Linked DNA regions of Mus musculus: region 2 is linked to region 1. The links are chromatin contacts, called in public promoter capture Hi-C maps. All regions are on one chromosome and are shown on one strand. The core of a region is the stretch at or near the end of the contact, and the rest is flanking DNA. Distances in the headings are between cores, read along the strand shown.

What was found. Promoter capture Hi-C pulls out the DNA fragments that hold promoters and counts their contacts.
Region 2: a promoter capture Hi-C map of second pharyngeal arch cranial neural crest shows a contact between it and region 1. The contact joins the promoter of Reck here to the promoter of Atp8b5 in region 1. A contact is called at or near these places in 7 of 39 promoter capture datasets (the C10 cell line, cranial neural crest, hippocampal neurons and 3 more) and 1 of 115 datasets of contacts at active chromatin or transcription factors (embryonic hindbrain).

Annotation. Positions count from the first base shown.
Region 1 is chr4:43,265,483-43,269,354 of GRCm38.p6, reverse strand. It overlaps Atp8b5 (ATPase, class I, type 8B, member 5), which reads right to left and starts at 2,196. Exons shown (of 29, transcript NM_177195.3): 1 at 2,113-2,196.
Region 2 is chr4:43,873,901-43,877,772 of GRCm38.p6, reverse strand. It overlaps Reck (reversion-inducing-cysteine-rich protein with kazal motifs), which reads right to left and starts at 2,243. Exons shown (of 21, transcript NM_016678.2): 1 at 2,068-2,243. The coding sequence starts at 2,167.

The sequences.
Region 1 (3,872 bases), core at 947-3,446:
GCTACATTAGAAAAATAATCTATGGAGTCTGAAGAACCAGCTCAGTGGTTAAGAGTACGTGCTGCTCTTGCAGAGGACCGCAGTTTGCTTCCCAGCACCTACATCAGGCAGTTTCCAACAGCATGTAACTCCAGCTCTGGCTTCAGTAGGCACTAGCACTCAAGTGCACATACCCAAACACAGACCAATACACATAATTAAAATGTGAAAATCTTCTTAAAGAGGATAATAAGAAACAAATGCTTTGCTCCTTTGAAGTTCCATTCAGGTTCCAGTACCTGCAAGGGCCCACGCCCTTTTTTCTACTCCAAAGTCTCCATACTTCCTAATCTTCAGTGAAGTCTCTGAGCATTCTATATCAAACAGGGCAACTCTATTGTTTACTACTGCTGTGCTGAACCTAGCGTGACTTTAGTACTTACTTGTTCTTACAGTCAGACTGTTCAGCTTTTTCAATATGGCCATTCTTGGAAGGCTATAAACTCATTACGTTAGGTAAGTTCAACTGAAAAGAACATCTGAGGTCACCTTAACTCTTTCTTACACCGATGCTGATATTCAGGTTGACATAGAAGAGTCTTTTTCATAGTTATACAGCAGCAGAGGTAACTCTAAATTTAGATTCTTCCTACTGCTTCAATATGCTGTTGAGTCTGCATTAGATACTTAAGTAATTAATATGCTGATGACCACCCCTAAATTTATGAGTTGTCTCTTATCCAATGCTAGGGCCTGGACCTAGATGAATACCTGACATATACAGTAATTGCTCAACAAATATACTTTCCTTGAACTTGGGACTAAGCAAAACAAATTCCTTAAAAGTTACTTTTTCAGGCCAGGCGTGGTGGCACACCCCTTTAGTCCCAGCACTAGGGAGGCAGAGGCAGGCAGATTTCTGAGTTGGCTATACAGAGAAACCCTGTCTAAAAACCAAAAAACAAAAAAAAGTTACTTTTTCAGAACATAGAGGCTCCTGCATAATACTTCTTTATTCACATAGAGAAAATGTATATTTTCAAAGTTCTTTTATGTATATGAGTCCACTTCACCCGTCTGAGTTAGATATGGAAGGAATTACCACTCCAAATAACAATCCAGCAAACTGTTACACTAAAGACCAGACTCGTGAACAGCATGTATCAGAGCTGAGACCCACATTTATATCTTCTGATTCCAGCTTCAATACATCTTTGCCATTTTATGTTGCTTTTTCAGCTTTGTCTTTTTGCTCTTGGGTCTGGAAAGACCATGCAGGGGTCAGTCAAAACATGCTAAAGGGAGTAATTCTATCCTTTAAAAATCCACTAGTTCAGACCTTCTAACCTGAAAATTTTCCTACTTTTCTTTTGTTTAAAACTGTATCAAGGGGCTGGCTGGAGAGAGACTGCTCTCTCAGTGGCATTGGGGTCCCAGCATCCACATGGCAGCTCCTATCTGTCTCTAACTACGGTCCCAAGGGATCTGATGGCCTTCAAGGACACCAAGTACAATTTATACTTGTGATCGTAGCAGCAGGGAGGCAGAGGCAGGAGGATCAGTACAAGTTCTAGGGCAGTCTGGTCTATGCAGTGAGTTTTAAGCCAGTTAGGGCTATCCATCAAGACCCTGTTTCGAAGCAAAGAAAGAATGTCTACCTTGGCAGTTCCTCAGATAGATAGACACCTACTTATTCACATTAGAAAGTTCGTGGTAGAGAGTTTAATTTTTCCTGCCAAGTAGGCATTAAAAGGAAAAGAATGATAGCAAATGCCCAGGAATATTAAGAGTCTTGGGGAAATGAGCAAATTTCCTTAGCTACCAGGGATATGACACAGCTGGGAGACTTAGGGTTAACCTGCTTTACGGAATAAATGGACAAATGTGTGCCCTGTGGGAGCAACCTGGGGGAGGATAAAGACTCTTTGGAAATGTCTGGATAGACATCTCAGGGAGTGCCAGGGAAACCTGTATATCTGAGGAGTACTGACAGAGTTCTCTTGGTGAGTATTACAATAATTCTCAAAGAAGTAGGAGGATGAATAACCACTCGGTAGTTCAAGTAACATAAGGTCTCCAAGCAATGCTGTCAGAAAGAAAACCGTAACTTCTCCTCGGGCGCCCCCTACTTACCGTCGCCTCACAGCCTCCTACTCCAGCAACCTCCATCTTAACGCACCTTTCTGCGCTTGTGCCACAGAACCACAGCTTCCGCCCAGAGCTGGACCCGCCCGCCCACGCGCTGCCGCGAGCTCGTCTCCCGCCACGCCCCTTTCTGCAGATACTGAAGCTGGAAAGTCTGGCTTTGAAGTAGTTGAGTCCTAAATCCCTGAGATGGCCAAGTCCTGAGATGAAATCCTCAGATCCTTCCAGGGGCTAACTGCATGCTAATGAGGGGAGAATAACAAAGGGGCGTGCTGCCCAGAGTTGGTGGGGTCCAGATGGCTTCCCAGAGGTGACAGACTGAAAGGTAGTGTGGAAGGGGTGACTGGAAATTAACAAGAATGGACACAAGAATGTAAAATGGCACTGAGGGCAAATTCAGCTGCGGAATTGTGTGTATGGGTATGTGTGATGGGTATGTGGAGGGCACTCCTGGAGGGGTTTAAGTTTTAGCTTAGAAGCCACTGTGACCACTGAGTAGCTTTTTTTTTTTAAATTAGATTTTCTTCATTTACATTTCAAATGATATCCCCTAAGTCCCCAATACCAACCCCACCCCCTTGCCCTGCTCCCCAACCCACCCACACCCCCTTCCTGGCCCTGGCATTCCCCTGTACTGGGGCATATAATCTTCGCAAGACCAAGTGGCTTTTAACTGAAGAGGAAAGAGGACGGACCCAGAGAGATGGCTTAGTGGTTAAAAGCACTTGTTCTTGCAGAGAACATCCATATGGTGTTTCACAACCATCCACAACTCCAGTGCCAGGATCAGATGCCTTCTTTTGACCTCTGTGGGTACCAGGCACCCAGGTGGTGCATGCATACATGCAGGCAAAACACTCACATAAATGTAAATAAAACTTTAAAGTACTTTTTAAAAAGAGAGAGGGAGCAGGAACAAAGGCTGGGGTTTATCAGTGATGCAGAGGAGGGGAAATAAAAAATACTACGAGGAACTAGGAGTTAGAGTTCCTGATAGGCAAATATATGAGAGGGGCCATGACTAAGTAATAAAGACTGTGAACTTCCAAGATGCCTGGCTGCTTCTTCACCCTCTTGACCTGAGACAAAGGTCTGGAAATAAATAATAATAATAATAATAATAATAATAATAATAATAATAATAATAATAATATTGTCTTGTGGGATTTTTTTTTACCTCCTCCTGTCAGTGGAGCCCCTGCTGATGGAGTGCCTCAGCAAGCTCAAGGCCAGATCAGGACATATTTACACAACAGTTATGGGCCAACCAACCCCAAATTAGGAGAGGAAGCCCCTTCACACTTTACAAGTTCCTAGCCATCAAGAAGCTGGACTTCTGCTTTGCAGGAGGGTCTTTCTCTGTGTCCCTGCTGAATGGGAATATTTTCTCACTTTTAATAAAAAGCTTTCTTCTGACTGCTGAATCTGCCCTTTTGCAATTTCTCTACAGCTACCTGTCATGGTCGAGATTTTTCTCCCTCTGCCTTGTAGTTCTTTAACTGGCAGAGAAAATGAACCCAGTCAAGCCCCTTAACTAGACTAGTGGACTAGAAAATAGAGAGTAGGTTCACAGGGACATTCCATTTTCTTAGCTGGAGCCTGGAACTGCTATGTGGACCAAGCTGGCTCAGATTCACAGAGATCCAAATGCTTGTCTCCCAACTGCTGGTCTTAAAGTGTGAGCCACCCAACCCAGCCCCTGGGGACAATTAGGAGGGGAGGGGGAGGAGGAAGCAGCTTTAAAATGA
Region 2 (3,872 bases), core at 994-3,493, 610 kb before region 1:
AAATGAATGTCTTTGTGAAAGGTCTCCATAGACCTTTTATTGTGAATTAATTCGATGGGCTACAACTGTAGTGTGCTTTATTCACCCACATCATACATACAAACATACACACATACATACATACATCTATCTTTTTCAAGACAGGGTTTCCTGGATGTCCTCCTGTCTGTAGCCTATGCTGACCTTGAATTCACAGAAATCCTCCTGCTTCTGCATCCTAAGTGCTGGGATTAAAGGCGTGCACCACCACAGCCTGGCCTACATTGTCTTATTTTTAATTGTCTTTCCTTTTCTGCTTCTCATTTTTTGTTTGTTTTTTTATTATTGAGACAGGGTATCACTCTGTGACCCAGGCTGGCCTGTGTATTGTGGCAATATTCCTGCCTTAGCCTTCCAGGAATTGCAGGTGTAAACCACTACACCTGGCTTGTCCAAATACATCTAAGAGCTAACCTTTTGGTGTCTGCTATTCTACATGCTATACATGGATACCTCAGTTAATCCTCTTAGTAAAATCTTGAACCAGAAGTACCCAACCTTCTTAAAGCTCTGACCGTTTAACACACCTCATGTGGTGGTGACCCTCCCTCAACCATAAATGCTTTCTTTGCTACTTCATGACTTAAATTTTGCTACTGTTATGAATCATAATCATCTCTGGGTCTTTGATGGTCTTAGGTGACACCTGTGAAAGGATCATCGGACCTCCCAAAAGGGGTGGCGTCCCACAAGTTGAGAACCATAGATGTAGACGGTACCATATATAAGAATGTGGATATTAAAGTAAAAAAAAAGATTAAGGCTAAGTAACTTACTGAAGTTTTCCTAAAAGCCCTACTCCACAACAGTGGGATAAGAAGGGGGTAACTAGTATTCTTTAGACATCTTTGGACTAACTAGAACACAGAGAGATAAGCTGGATTAGTCAAGAATTCACAGTATTCTTTCGTCCCTTTTCTATTGGTTTCCTTACTAGTTTATAGTTAAATTTAGAATTCAAATAATTAACTAATCCCAGGTTCCTGTCACAATCTTCTTCAAATGCCTTCCTTTAAAATAAATAAATAAATAAATAAATAAAGCATCAACCAAAACTCCTTAATTTTAACTTCTCAGGCTTTCTTGAAAACTTCCTTGAGACTGGGTATGTTTTTCCCCTGAGTGCCTCTCCCTGTAAGCAACACACTCCTCCGTTACTTTTGTTATAAAAATTCCATTCATCTTTCGATGGCTAGTATAGGTAGACACTCGGTTTTTCTCATCTTCTAGGTGAATGTCAACGTTCCTCTGTGCACATGCAGCCCCACCCGCATCTCTCCTCTGAACCTGTCTGCCTGAATTCAAACTGCTTAGCGCTCCTGTCTTCCACCACCTATCAGCCTGAGGTGTCCCGGGAAGCACGAGTTCGTGTCACATCCGAACGCTGAGCAAGCGCAGGAAGGACAATCCTAAGCGGTCAAGCTTTCCATCCATCTCTGGTGCAACTGCTTTAACAGAGCCCTAGAACACACCTCTCTCCCGAAGCCAAGCCGCCACGGGGTGATTTATCGATGTGTAGTCAACCCCCACCCCACCTTACCCCATCCCCCAGCCGGGTCTCAGACCCACGGTGCACCCGCCAGGCAACCTTGTGGACCCTATCAAAGTTCACCGCCACTCAGGCCAAGTCAGTCAAATTAACAAGTGACAACAACTGACTGGGCAGCAGCAGGGGAGCTGCACCTACGTATCCCTTCCGCCCAGCGGTGCTATCCGGAGCCCAGGCACCTCCCTGTTTTCTGACAGGGACCCTGGCCAGGGACCAGGGTCCGGCAGGGCAAGGGGCCCCTGTCTGGGAGGTGACAGAACAAGGCCTCGAACCCCAGTCACCACCCCAGGGTTCGCAAGATCTTCAGGGAGAAGAAGACGAGGGCGGAGAGCGGCCTCCGGGTCGGGCTCCAGCCCGGCGTTCCTGACCGCCGCCCGCGGGTCTGGGGGCACGCGCACCCCGCCCCCGGCTCCGCGCCATCTTGGAGCGCTGAGGCACTCCTCAGGACCGCCCCGATCGTGGCTCCCGCGGCTACTCACCCGCGCTGCCCGGGGCCAGGCCCCCCGTCACCTCCGCGACCCCCGCCGCGGCCAGCAGAAGTAGCAGCGCGCTGCGCGGGGAGGCCCGGACGCTCGCCATGTCCGGGCCGGGTGGGTCCGAAGCCGCGGGATGCTCGGACCCAGCCTGGCCGTAGCAACCCCTGGCACCAGGCCCCGCCCCCGGCGCCTTGGCTCTCTGGTGATTGGCTGCGGCTCGCTGAAGCCCCGCCCCGGCCGCTCAGAGTTTTCAAAACCTCCCGGGGGGCGGCAGCGCGCCCTGGACCCTGGCTCTTTGTTATGGGCCAGCTGTGTGTCGCCTTCGGACTCGGGCTCCCGGGCTGCGGTCTTCAAACGGGAAGTCAGAGGCTGGAGACCCCTGTGGAATGCCTCTGTCCCGTGTCGGGGCACATAGGGGGTGGGGAGCCCGCAGCTCAGGGGCGACTGGCCTGCCGAGATCACTCTGCAGGTCCGTCTGATTTGCAAGGGCTAAGTCAAAGCTGAACTGTAGGGCGTGCACCCCTAGTTGAATCCTCCAGAACACTCTTACTATCCTGTCCAAAGGCTGCCTCGACCTAAAGAAGGCGTGTTACCTGGCCTCCCCTCAAAGCCAAAGGGCTCTGCTGAGGGCACGGATTCACAGGCTGGCTTCGCTGTTAATACCTATTGCACTCAGAGAAAGGGTCAGGGCAGCCTGTATGACTAGACTTAGAGAGCCTTGAAATTCAGAATTGGTTCGAGAGGATTTGGAGATGAATCTTTGAGCAGCTACTCCGGAGAATGTTCCAGAGGACCTAGGAATCAAAGCGAATTCATTGTGGAGAAACGCCCCCCACCCCCCACCCCCCCCTTTTTCCTGGCTACCTGGCCCTTGAACAGATAGCTCGTCCAGTTTAGAGACTTGCTGTTCAGAAGTGAAGCCAATTGCTTATTTCCAGATTCCTCTATTCAGGTCACTAACAGCAGCTTTCTCCTGCGACAGATGGTAACTATGACTGTAATGAAAAGAACAAAGTCTTGACACCCTCCTCGAGTCCAGATTGTACACTACTCCCGACTAGCCCCGTGTCTGTGGGTGAGGACATTTTTACTTCTGAGCCTCCCCCCCACCCCAACCCTCATGCTGGCCTTCTTGATAAGATTAATGAACGTATTGTGTTTATTTACTTATTTTGAAGACAGGATCTCATACAGCTCAGGCTGACCTTGAGTTTACAATGAAGCCAAGGCTGGCCCTGATTTCCTGATCAAGCGCACAGGAACCCAGTCTCATATTGTATTTAGAATGTCTCAGACAGTGCTTGACCCAGTGAATAATTGAGATATCTGAACTCAGGCCATGGGGCTAACTGGCTGAACGTATTTCCCACTCTGCCCCTACTACTTTGTGCTTCTTCAAAACAACAGACTTTCTTTATTAAAAACACTGAGGACAAGCCGGGCGTGGTGGTGCATGCCTTTAATCCCAGCACTTGGGAGGCAGAGGCAGGTGAATTTCTGAGTTCAAGGCCAGCCTGGTCTACAAAGTGAGTTCCAGGACAGTCAGGGCTATACAGAGAAACCCTGTCAACAAAACAAAACACCACTGAGGACTGTATTACATCGTTTCTGCCCCACCCTCTTCCCTTATCAACTAAGGCTTTACTTTCTGGAACAGTTCTAGGCTCATAGCCCAGCTGAATGGACGGTACTAAAACATAAAGTGCCCCTCATATGCACAGCCTCTCTTACAACCAATGTCCACCACCTGGCACCTTTGTGACAATGGGCGTGCCCGAGCTGACACGCGGAGTCACTATTGGGAATGT